Regions from separate parts of the Anas platyrhynchos genome. Here region 1 is linked to region 2. A link is a contact called in public Hi-C data. All regions are on one chromosome and are shown on one strand. The core of a region is the stretch at or near the end of the contact, and the rest is flanking DNA. Distances in the headings are between cores, read along the strand shown. Region 1 holds the start of CUX2 (cut like homeobox 2). Region 2 holds the start of ACAD10 (acyl-CoA dehydrogenase family member 10).

The links. Hi-C and Micro-C count contacts between places; a contact is called where the count stands out from the background.
Region 1: a contact with region 2 is called in a Hi-C map of skeletal muscle, with 2.5 times the contacts expected there. The contact joins the promoter of CUX2 here to the promoter of ACAD10 in region 2. A contact is called at or near these places in 2 of 8 Hi-C or Micro-C datasets (liver and skeletal muscle).

The regions. Positions count from the first base shown.
Region 1 is chr16:2,302,325-2,308,684 of IASCAAS_PekinDuck_T2T, reverse strand. It overlaps CUX2 (cut like homeobox 2), which reads left to right and starts at 4,285. Exons shown (of 20, transcript XM_072024315.1): 1 at 4,285-4,350. The coding sequence starts at 4,294.
Region 2 is chr16:2,137,605-2,143,319 of IASCAAS_PekinDuck_T2T, reverse strand. It overlaps ACAD10 (acyl-CoA dehydrogenase family member 10), which reads left to right and starts at 2,774. Exons shown (of 15, transcript XM_072024163.1): 1 at 2,774-2,906; 2 at 3,820-4,386; 3 at 4,526-4,674; 4 at 5,455-5,649. The coding sequence starts at 4,359. It overlaps BRAP (BRCA1 associated protein), which reads right to left and starts at 2,817. Exons shown (of 12, transcript XM_038187363.2): 1 at 2,591-2,817; 2 at 2,367-2,513; 3 at 1,599-1,800; 4 at 670-859. The coding sequence starts at 2,672.

The sequences.
Region 1 (6,360 bases), core at 3,036-5,535, 160 kb before region 2:
CCCAAAATGTATTTGGGGTGTGTGGGGGAAGCATCTTTTGTGCCTGCCCAGCCTGGAAGAGGCCAGACCCGATCGGGACACATAAGGGACATGCTGGGGGGGTACCAAAGGGTGGCAGGGGGCTTCGAAGGGATGCTGCAGGCACAGGGGCTGAGCACAGCACAAAAACCCTGGCTGGGGACGGGGTGCAGATGGCTGGGCACGCTTCTGCCGTGATTTGTAAGACGGTGCATCTGCTCCGCTGCTCACTTCTCGCTGCCAGGCGTCCTCCTCTGCGCTGCACGGGCCTCATCCTGCCCTTCCAGCAGGGAGCAGGGTCCTGCCTGGGGATGGAGCCGGCTCTGGGCACCTCTGTTCCTTCCCCTGCTGTGGGTATTGGGGGATTTACCAGGAAAAAAATTAGTCTTTTAAATATATATGTACATGCATTTATACATACAGAGCTCTGTAGCGAACAAAAGAGCTATGGGAAAGTGGTTGCAGCCCGCGAATGGGTGTCGGGGAATAATGCACCTATCTGTGCCATGGCAAAATCAAGCATCGTCCCTGCTTATCTGCAAAGGAGCCTGTGTTTTACATGAAAAAGCCTTGCTAATTAATAGGACGGCCCCTCTTGAGCTCGATAAAAAATGGAGTCAAAAGGATTTGATTAACCCCCGCTCCTCGCATGGTGCGAGCTCCTCCTGAGCCAGACGGGTGCCTGCGCCCCGGCCAAGTCCTGCCCGCGGCCGATAACGGGGAGCCCTCGGCACCGGGGGAGCCAATTTGGGGGTGCCCAAAGGGTGAGGGCACCCCGGAGCCAGCCCATGCCCTGCCATCTCGCTTCCCTTGTGGCTATCTTTTGCTCCAAGCGCTGTTTTGTTCCTGCCATCGGATAGATTTGACTAACCTAATACATATGTATACACACCGGTACGTTCCCATTCAAACCAATGTAAATTACCTCTGACCAATACGTTTTCCTGGGAAATCAATGCATTTTAACACTGGATAATATTTATGAAATTGAATTTTTCATTGAAGCTAATGCAATTCTCTTCTATTTTATGCATTTTTATTAAACTAATGCATTTTAAATTAAACTGTTGTATATTAACTACAATGGCTGTTGGTACTTACAGTAAAATAATATATGCTCACCGAAATCAATACATATTCCAAACCCAGGATTTTCCAGTTAACAAGGCTATATCAAATATAACGAATGCTTGTAGCTACTTAATTTGATGCTTATATACACCGCCCGGCATATTTGTTTATTGGTAATGATTGTTTTTAAAGGCGGAGAGCTTATTAAAGGTAGAAAGATGGGGTTTTGTGCAGCCCAGTGCTGCAGCATGGTGGTGGCCACCAAAGGGGACAGGGAGAATGGGCTGTGTGTCCTGGTTCTGGCTGGTGACAGAGCCAAGCTGGTGTGCCCCAAAGTGTCCCCATGCCCTTGGCCACCTCCCTGCGTCCTTTGGAGCAGGGCCAAGCAGCCAAAGGTGCGGGGGCCAAGGGCGGACGCTGCTGCTGGCCCTCTTTGGGGACGTGCCCCGCTCCGAGAGCAGGATGCGGCCCCAAGAGGAGGCAGCAGCCCCGGCCCCAAGAGCCGTGGCACGGGCAGGGGAAAGCCATAAATAGCAGCACCACACGCCGCGCACACGCCGAACGGCGCCACGGTCGAGATAATTTCGGGCGAAGCAATAAAAGAGGGAAATTAATTAAAGAGCATGTGCTAATTGTAGCGGGAACGCGCCTGGAAATAAGGAGACTTGGCTGAAAGGCGGCCGGCCCCGCTGCGGCAGAGGGGTCAGGGCATGGGGGCTTCGGTGACACCGAGGGCTGAGGCCGGGCACAGCTCGGTGCATGCCACACGGTGCCCCCCCCGTGTCCCCGGTGTCCCCCCCATGTCCCCATCCCCGTGCCCCCCGTGTTCCCAGCGGTGTCACAGCCTCAGCCTTTACCTGTGTCTCTCCTCACCCCCAATCTGTGCAGCCGTGTCCCCCCCGCTGTCCCCTGTTTGTCCTCCCCCCCCGTGTGTCCCCCCCCTTGTCCCCCTCCCCGTGTCCCGGTCCCTGCCCGCGCTGCGGGGCGCGGTGGCCGCCAGGTGTCGCCGGTGTAACGGGAGCGGGGAGGGGGCTGCGGGGAGAGGGAGGGGAGGGGACGGGGAGAGGGCAGGGACGGGGGAGGGAGGGAGAGGGATGGGGAGAGGGAGAGGAGAGGGGCAGGGAGAGGCGGTAGGAGGAAGGGAGAGGGATGGGGATGGGGGGAGGAAGGGAGAGGGATGGGGAGAGGGAGAGGAGGAGAGGGGCAGGGAGAGGGTGAGGAGGAAAGGAGAGGGGTAGGGAGAGGGGGGAGGAAGGGAGAGGGATGGAGATGGGGGGAGGAAGGGAGAGGGACAGGAAAAGGAGGAGGAGAGGGGCAGGGAGAGGGTGAGGAGGAAGGGAGAGGGGCCGGGATGTAGGGGAGGAAGGGAGAGGGGCAAGGAGAGGATGAGGAGGAGAGGGGTAAGGGGAAGGGCAGGGAGGGGAGTAAGGGGGGAGGTAGGGAAGAAAGGGGGTGGGAAGGAGAGGGGCAGGCTGTGGGGAGAGGGCAGCTGATCATGAAGCAGGGGGAATCACCTCCAGCAGCGGGCCGCCACGCCGTCAAGCAACAGTTTAAATCATTTGACGTGGCACTGGGGGCACTGGGAGCACTGGTTTGGCTAGGTGCAGGTCCCCGCGTCCCCCTGCCCACCCTGGGGATGAAGCACCCGCTGCCCCCATCGCCTGATGGGGCCGGATCGCCGTACAAAGGACTTATCGGGGGGATCACAAATGACAGGAAGGCGAGAATAAATTAACGCCTGAAATGGGAGCGTGCTGAAACCCAACATTTTTTTTTATATTTTTTATTTTATTATTTTTAAGTACGCAGAAAATCTCCTGCCATATTTTAATTAAAAGCCTTTCAGAAGAGGAGGCGAGGGGCTGCCATTTACAACGGGCTATTGTCAGGCGCACAAAGCGAGCCGTTCTGGAGACAAACTGATTTATTAACCTGCGCCCCGCGGCGCTGCCCGGGCTGGGGGGGGGCCAGGAGAGGCAGGGGGGCAGCAGGGCCGGGTCCCCTCGCTGTCCCCGCGGTGCCCGAGGTGGCTGGGGACACGCTGCTGGCCTCGGGGCGCAGCCCCTCTCCTCTTCGAGGAGTGAGTTATGAATGATTTGGCCGAACAGAAACATTCCTTTGAAGCCCACAATTGAGTTTGCTCGCCGAAGACGCCGCGCTGGTTTTTACTCCTGATGGATGAGCGGGATCCTCCGTGCCCTCAGAGGGAGCGCGGTGGGCACGGATCAGCTCTGCGGGCACAGGGGAGGGTCCCCTCGCCCACCACCTGTCTCTGATGGTGTCCTACAGCAGGTAACCAAAATCTGTGAGAGGCCCTGGGCGCCTCTGTTGTGGTGTTGGTGCCACTGGGGTCGTGGGTTCAGCGTGGAGTTTGCCCTCGTGGCCCAGCACCGGGGGCTGGTGGCAGCCCCGGTGAGGGGCCAGCGGTGCAGCCAGGCTCTCCTTAACACCAACTGTCTCGGCTCCTGCAAATCGTTTTTATTTTTATTTTTTGCACTTTGATTTTCTCCTCACTCGCTCCTCTGCCCCGGGGCGTTTTGTGATCGTGGGATTGCGGGCGGCCAGGGCGTGCCAAGGTCACGTTGGGTGCCTCTCTTCTCCTCCCGGACCCCACTCCTGGCTCAGGGGGGTAAAAAAGGAGCGAGAAAAGAGGGACTGGACCTGAGCCATGCCTGTAGGGCACAGCATGGGATGTGGTCTGGCCCTACAGCACCTCCTGAGCTCTTGTAGGTGTTCAGGCTCTCGCTGCCAGCTCCTCAGCAGGAATTTATTGCCTGGCCAGGGACGGAGCATCCCTTCTGCTCCCCAAATCTCAGCCAGCAGCGCCGTGACCCCCATTACCCCCCAGCCCCATTTCACCCCTTGGTTTGAGGAAAACAAAACGTGAAACCCGGTGTGATCCACATGAAGCTCCTGTCCTGCTGGGCTCGGTGTGCCCACAGCGGGATTTACACCCAAATTCCCCCCCTTTCCAGCACCAAACCCTCACGACGCCTTGAGGGGAGCCTTGAGGGCGGGTAAAGATCCCCCCCACACACACACCCCCACCGGGGGGCCAGCTCGGGACCGCCACCTCCCAACTTTCCTCAGGGGGCCCTGCGGCTCCCCCCCTGTGAGGAACGGAGCCGTGTGGAGGCGATGCCGGCGGGCGGGCGGGCTCGGGGCCGGGCCGGGCTCGGCGTCTCCCCGGCTCCGTGCCCCAAGATGGCCGCCGAGGTGGGAGCCGGGTGCCGGGGCCGCTTCGCTGTCCGCCGGCTGCAGGTTGGTGGCGGCGGCGGCGGCGGCCCCCGAGCGCCTCAGCCTCGGCGTGCGGCGGGGAGAAGGGGCGGGCGGCCTCCCCCAGCCCTCCCCCCGCTGCTCCGCCGTCCCCTCCCTCCGCCCGCCCTTCCCCATCGATAGGTATCAGGAATTGATCCCCCGCCGCCGCCGCCTCCTCCTCCTCCTCCTCCACCGGCTCCGGCTCCTTCTCCGCCGGCTCCTCCGCTTCTTTGTTTCGGTGCCGCCGGGAGCACGGAGGAGCAGCAGCAGCAGCAGCAGCGGGGGGCATGGAGCCACCCGGCCCCCGCCCCAAGGTGACAGAGCCGGCACCGGGTCGGGAATGGAGATAAATATGGGGAGGGTAAAGGGGGGGGGGGCGGCTCCGTGCCCCGCCCCGGCGGGCGGCAAGTTGGGAGGGCGGCGGCTGAACTTCGGGGACAGACGGACAGACAGACGGACAGACAGACGGACACCCCCCCCAAAAAAAAAAAAACCCTCCAGGCAGCCCCGCTGCCAAGTTTTCACCCCCCCCCCTACGACCTCGGAGCCGCAGGTGCCCGGTGGAAGCGAAGCAGGGAACGAGGGGGGGGGCTCGGAGGGTTTTTTTTTTGGGGGGGGGCTCGGTTCGCGATCGTAGCACAGGGGAAAGAGGAGGAGGAGGAGGAGGAGGAAGGGAGGAGGTGGAGACGTGCCCGGGGCCGGCCGGAGCCCCCCCCCTGCGCTCCTATTGTTATTGGGGGCTGGAGGAGGCAGCGTGAGGAATCGGGGGCTGCTCCCGGGGGCTTTTTTCCCCCCCCCCATCCCCGTCCCCTCCCCCGTGTCCCGGTTTCTCTCGGGAGCGGTGTCAGGCTCCGAGGTCCGGGGCTGGGGGGGGGCGATGTGATGCGGCCCCGGGATGGATCCGGTTATCTCGGAGAGCTCCTTTGTGGTTCCGTGCAGGTCACGGTTGCTGCTATCCAGCTGTAGGCTGCCAGAGGGGCCGGGAAATTGACGGTAAGTCCCTTTGTTAAACGGGAGGGAGGGGAAGGGAAAGCGGGGAGGGGGACGCGGGGGGTGCTCCCAACCGGCCCCCCCCCTGCCATGGGTACCTGGGTGTTGGGGAGCCCGGCAATTAAGGGAGCCCGGTAATTAACACAATAGAGGTGCCGCCGAAAAGGGGGGCGAAAGCCAACCCCAAAGGTTTACAAGGGTGTTCAAAGGGGTTTTTGGCCCCCACAGGGTGGCCCGGAGTTTAAAAACGCGGGGGGGGTAAACAAACCTCAAGGCGATGTAAAAGCTCCGGTGCCGTATCGGCAGTTTGGGCATTTTAATGCGTTTTGGGTTTTAAGCGGCTTTAGGGTCTGCGATAGCCGACCCTAAAAGTCATGCAGGTAGCACGGAGAGCCGGCTCGCCACCGCTGCTGGCTTATGGCATTGTGGTGGGAAAGGGATTAGGGCTGCGAGCGCCCCGGCTGCGAAAGCATCCCTGGGTACATCACGCCGCTGAGTTTTTGGGTGCAGAACCTGGAATTCAAGGCAAATCTTGGCAGGCACTTTGCCAAGGGGTCGGCGGAGCGGGGCAGGTGATGAGGGGCAACTTTGCGTGGCGGGGAGCTGGGGAGGTGGGCGCTGAGCGGGGACGGCAGCGGTGCTGGTGGGGGACCTGTGTCCAGGCAGCGGTGCTGCCGCCTCCCCGGGCTCCCGGTGGGAAAGGTGACCTTGTGCCAGCTTGGCCTGATGCCCTCTATTTAAAAAGAAAAAAAAAAAAAGAAGGGAAACAATCCATTTATTCTTCTTCTGAGAGCTTTTCTTTTTTTTTTTCCTCCTTTCTCCTTTTTTTCTTTCTCTTTAATGCATGTGTCTAAGCGGCTCTGCTGGCCTAGGGCTTGCTGGGAATGGCAGAGTTTGAGCAGCCCTGATGAATGGTGGGCATATGTAAAACATGTAGATAATGTGCTCCTCGGCAGCACTTTGATCGAAACGGCATCGAGCCTTTTTACAGCAAATAGTCTCGGAAATGAGAAGAGATAAAAT
Region 2 (5,715 bases), core at 1,525-4,024:
CCACATTCCCTTGCTCTTTGTCACATGAGGCAGATAACTAAAAGCCCAGGAGATTTGTTTTTGCTACCTGCAGGCAGCCGTTAGGGGTCACTGGGGAACAGGGCTGTGGGGATTCGTCTTAGCAGGGATTTCAGGGTGATTTGTTCATGGTTTTGAGGCTGTTCAGTGCTAGGTATTTGAAATTGGATAGGGAGACACACAAAATGCATCTTCACAGCTACTGCACGTAGCACAGCTTGCACACAAATACTGCATCCCCAAGGCCCTCAGTTTTGGGGTCAGACCATCCTTTTCCCGCTGCACAGTTCCTCAGCAGACCAAGTTTTTCCTAGAACAGAATCAAAACCCCACTGGCTGGGGTCTTTCTGCTCAGCACAGCACAATGCACCACCCTGAATGTGCTCTGATGGCAGAGAACAGGGCGTCTAGGTAATGCCTAACAGCTTTTAAATCCCCTGCCAACAAGAAATAGGCTGGACAGACCGTGCAGACACTTCCCTGTGGGTCAGGGAGTGGGAAGAACCTCAGCCAGTAGCCCCAGGGAGGTGCTGGGCTTTAGGACAGAGCTGTTTCACTGAGGATAAACCATGAGGTTGGCTAAGAGCTGGCCAGTGAAGCCACCCAGCAGCTGTAGAGCCCTCCTGAGGCTCAGGGGCCTCCAGCTCTTACCTGGGAGCTGAACTTGATCAGCACCATGTACTGGTTGGGAGTGGAGTCCCGGATGATTTTCATGTGCTCGATGACGTCGTAGAAAGAAGCCACAAACTTCATCAGGTCGTGGCTGGTCATGGTGGCGGGGACCGTGAGGATGCAGAGCATGGCGCTGCGCCGGACGTCCTCCTTCAGGGAGGTCATTTTGCTGCGAAGGGAACGGTTACACGGCCTCACGTCACTCCAGGGGGGGCAAAGGCACAGCTTTTACCACCCCTCCCACAGCTGCAGCTACTAGGACAGTTCTTTTGTCACCCTGAACGCTCTTTTGCATGTTTGTGAACAGTTACAAAGAAGCAAGGGGCTGTTGGGAGTCCTTAATACCCACACGAAACTCTCACTTTTTAGCAAAGGATTAAAACAGCAGCTCCAATAAATAATGGCTGCTTCAGGAATAACCTGACAGCTGTTTTTGAGAAAAACAATTGAAGTTGACAAGCCACAGATACTCAGAACTACTCCTAGAACAAATGAGCAATGTTTGTTCCCATTTCAAATGCTCATTTTGTGTCTCCTGACAGCTCTCAGGCAGATCTGAAATGGAATTTCTCGTGCTATTGCCAGGAAAGGGAGTGGAATTATAAGCCCTGAAACACAGGACGAAGCCTCCTGCTTCAGGGAGCTCCTCAGGCCTGCCGCCAAGACCCTGCAGACCACAATTCAACTGCAGGATCCCTCGAGAAACTGCTTTTTTCCCTTTTTTTAGGAACCCCATTTCTTACAGCCAGCTCCAAGCCAACCCCGAGCTCCAGCACCACCCCAGGCCCGTGGGTTTGGGTCACCCTTCCTGCCTGCCACAGCCCGGGGCGACTGACCCGCCCTTCCTGCTGGCCTCACGGCTCAGGAGCGTGGCTCCCAGGGAGCTGCCGTGAGTCAGGCATCCTTACTTTGTTTTGTACAGGTGCATGATGCCGTGAACGATTTCAACCGACGGATTCCCGCTGAAGAAGGAGATCTGGTCAGGGAGCTGCTTGGAAGGCGAGTCCGGAGCAGCCTCACGCTCTTTGCTCTGCTCATCGGGGTTGGTTTTGTCCTCAGCAGATGCAGCCTCCGAAGATTTCCTTCCTTCCACGGCACCTTTTGGTTCATCTTTTACAAACCAGAAGCTTTCAGATTACTAACCACACACGAGAAACGCTCACTGTTCCCTGAGCACAGCCTGCAGGAACGCAACCAGACTGAGAAGTTGAACTGTGAGGAATCAAACTGTACCCCTGGAAGGTGGCAGAATGAGACCCAGCTCAGCTTTTTGGTTCTGGGGAGTTGCCAAAAGTCCAGTGAGAGCCCGTAGCAAGACCCTGGTGTGCGAGTTCTGACCTGTGCCGGGTTAAACCCTGACAGGCGGGGTCTGCTTGGTGCCAGGTTAAATCCTGCCAGCTGCCATCACCAACACAGAGCAACCTGGACGGGTTTGCCAAGCACAAGCAAGGCGAGCGCCGTGGTGTCAGCTCCTCCTGCGCTGCTCTGGGGGCATCAGAGACACCACCACAACCCAGACACTACTGTAACCGGGCACTCCTTCCCTTAAACCCCCCCAAAACCCAACCAACCCCCTGGACCCCCTTTTCTAGATACCAGACCCCACCGGGGAGCACCCCAGTAGCAGCAGCAGGCTCCTGCCAGCACCGGGCACCCCCCACACCCCCTCCCCGTACCTGCCCGCGGCCGGATGGTCTCGATGATGACATCGGTGAGCTCCCTGCGGCCCAGGTGCTGGTGCAGGATGGCCGCCCGCTCCCCGGGGCCCTTCCCTTGCAGGCAGGCCGGGGCCGCGCCGCTGCTGTCCGCCGCCATGTCGGGAGCTGTGAGGAGAGGGGGGGGGGTAAACATCAAGGCCTAGCTCCCGGTGTAGGCCCTACCGGGAGCAGGCCGCACTCACCGGCCGCGCTGTAGGCGAAGCCGGCGGGCAGCGGCGAGTGCTCGCCCAGCTCCAGGCGGATCACCACCAGCGACACGCTCATGGGTGGGCCCGGCACGGCCCCGCCCGGCCCCGCCGCCGCCTCCTTTTTTTCCTCCTCCTCCTCCGCCGCCGCCACCGGGAGCTCTGAGGCGCCGCTTCCGCCTCGCGCACCTCTCCCCTCTGACCCCGCCGGGTCACGTCGGCGTGATGACGTCACGAGGGGGCGGGGCTGGGTGGTGTGGGGAGAGAGGGGGCTCGCCGCGGGGGGCTGGCGTGGTTCTCGCGAGGTTTGGCGGTGAGTTCTCGCGAGAGTTGGCGCGCGGGGTGAAGCCGGAGCCGGGGCCTGGCAATGCCCGGCCTGAGGGGAGGGGGGGAGGGGGGGGGCTGTGATCCTGCACGGGCAGGCCGCAGGGCTGGGCCTCGTGGCCCAAAGTGCTTTAAAATGGCTCTGAAACGGCTGCAAAACACCACAAAGTGTCCCCAAAATGGCCCCAACGTGCCCCCAAAACGCCACACAGTGTCTCAAAATGGCCCCAAAGCTCCCAAATGCCGCAAAGTGCCCCAAAATGGCCCCCAAAACGCCACTGAGTGTCTCAAAATGGCCCCAAAGCGCCCAAACGCTATGAAATGCTTCAAAATGGCCCACAATGCCCCCCCAAACGCCACAAGGTGCCCCAAAATGCCCCTCAAACACCACAAGGTGCTCCAAAATGGTCCTAAACGCCTCTAAAAAGCTTCCAAACACCATGAATTACCTCAAAATGGCCTAAAATGGCCCTAAAATGGCCCCCAAACACCACAAAACAGCCCAAAGGGTCCCCAAACACCTCAAAATGCCCCTAAAATGCCCCCAGATGCCTCAAAATGCCCCTAAAACGCCCCAAACTACCACAAAATGGACCAAACTACTTCCAAACGTCTCAAAATTCCCCTAAAACACCCCAAAGCCCCGCCAAACACCCCCAAACATCTCAAAATGCCCCTAAAACGCCCCCAAACACCACAAAACGTCCCAAAATGCCTCAAAATGTCCCAAAGCACCCCCGAAACTCCCTGAAACACCTCCAAATGCCCCCAAACGCCTCAGTCCTTTCCCCTCCCACCTGCCCCTTAGCGTCCCGCAGCTCAGCCCCGGTTCCCCCTCAGAGCCCCGCTGGGTATCAGGCGCTGCCCCGGCCGTCGCTGTGACCCCCTTGATGTTTCCACAGGGCCGGGACATGTTCCTGAGGCGCGCTGCCCGCTCCCCCTGCCCACGTTGGGCCGTGGCCCCGCCGCCCACTGCCTCAGCCCGGTGGATGCGATGTGGCCGGAGCCCTTACAGAGCCGTGGTCTGGGACGCGAGCGGGGTGCTCCTCCCGGCCCCACACAGGACGGCCGCGGGTGCGTGCTCTCATTTCTCATCCAGTCTTCTCGTTCCTGTGCGTGTAGGTAAAATCCGCTTCAAATGGCGCTGGCGGTTGGCTCTGCAGCGGGTGAGATGTTGGAGAAGCTGCAGAGGCTGCGATGGTCACCGCTCGCTGTGCAGCGTTCCCGATTGCGCCATCAGAAGCGCTAGAACTGTCAGCAGCTGGCAACCGTGTTGACATCTCCAGGCCAGGGCCCGGCCACTTCTGGTGATAAATCGGCCCTGTAATGGCACTGGTTGATAGCACCTAACGTTGGCACTGCCCTGCAGGACACAAAGAGCTGTGTTTTTACCCCAAGGGTACCACGCCAAAAATAAAGACGGGGTGCTTTGTCTGGGGAAATGCTAAACCTCTTATCTCTGTGTCTAGGTAAATTATCTCAGCCCATCACATCGGTTCTCATTAGTCTTATCTGTCAGGTTTCAGGGTTGCAGAGGGATTTGAAGCAAGTTTCCCAGTTCTGATGATGCCATATGTGCTCTTTCCTGGCTTTCTTTTCTCTACATAGACTGGGAGGCCCAGAATTGTATTCCAGCTGGCACCATCCAACAAGCTGTAACCTCTGGAGGGGAAAACAGTCCCTCTCTCAAGTACTCAAGAGGAGAGCTGACGACTGTGGAGTTCTTGCAGGAGCTGGGACAGCAGTGCTTTGAGATTGTAAGCCAGCTACCCCTTCCTCTCTTTGTGCTTCCTGACTGCAGGGAAATGGGTTCTGCAAGATGGGAACCTGGTGGTTCAGTAAGGAAAGGGGAGCTTTTAAAATAAATCCTTCAAGGAAGGGTTTGGATTTACCACCTGGGAAGCATTGCTGTCTGATCAGGGCAGGCTTCTCACTGCCGTTATCATTCTGCTACCCAGGCAGGATGGTGAGCAGAACTTGCCTTCACTTCCACCAGCCTCCTCCTCCATATTTCATAGCTTTCTGATCTGAAGACACCTCTGGGATCACCTGAGATGAGAAATCAGAGAATCAAAGGCCAGCTGAAAGGCTTCTGCTGCTAGTTCATACGTGAATGTGCTTGACAGATGGAGACAGTGGTCTCTGAGTAGGGTTCTTAAGATCAGTAGAAGCCTGATGAGGGCTTTTTGAAACATCTGAGTCTGAAATGCAGATTCCTTTCCCTCCTGTTGAATGGTAATCCAGTATTTATCTCTAACCTGCCTCGATTCCATGACAGGATCAGTCTTAGCCTATTCCTCTTTGCCAAAATCGGCTCTTTAGCTTTGCCGCTTCTGTAGAATTAGTAATCTGAGAACCAGATTTGGCCTAAGCAATTTAGCTGGGAGATTCACTGTCTGCCTTCTGCTGCCAGAGGAAGCGGGGCAGCAAGATAAGATGATCGGGCAATCTACCTACCCAACCGCTCTCATTCCCCTTCCTGCTCAAAAACCATCTATGGCTAATTATCATTCTTGGGGGTTTCTCTGGTTTCCTAGGCAAACGTCTGTGTTCCAGTGGACTCTTTTCTCTCCAACTTAATCAGACATGAGATGATAAAACAGCTCCCCACAATGGCAGAAGCCGTGCAGTGTATCCGTGCGGAAGGCCTTAAGACAGCTCTTCTGAGCAACAGCTTCCGTCTGTCAAATGGGGAGAGCTTTCTGCCCCTAGACCAGCAGCACTTCGATGTGGTAAGCCTGGGTGGATTACAAGATGCAGTGCTGAAGCTAGGTCTGTAGAGAGCAGCAACTGAAATA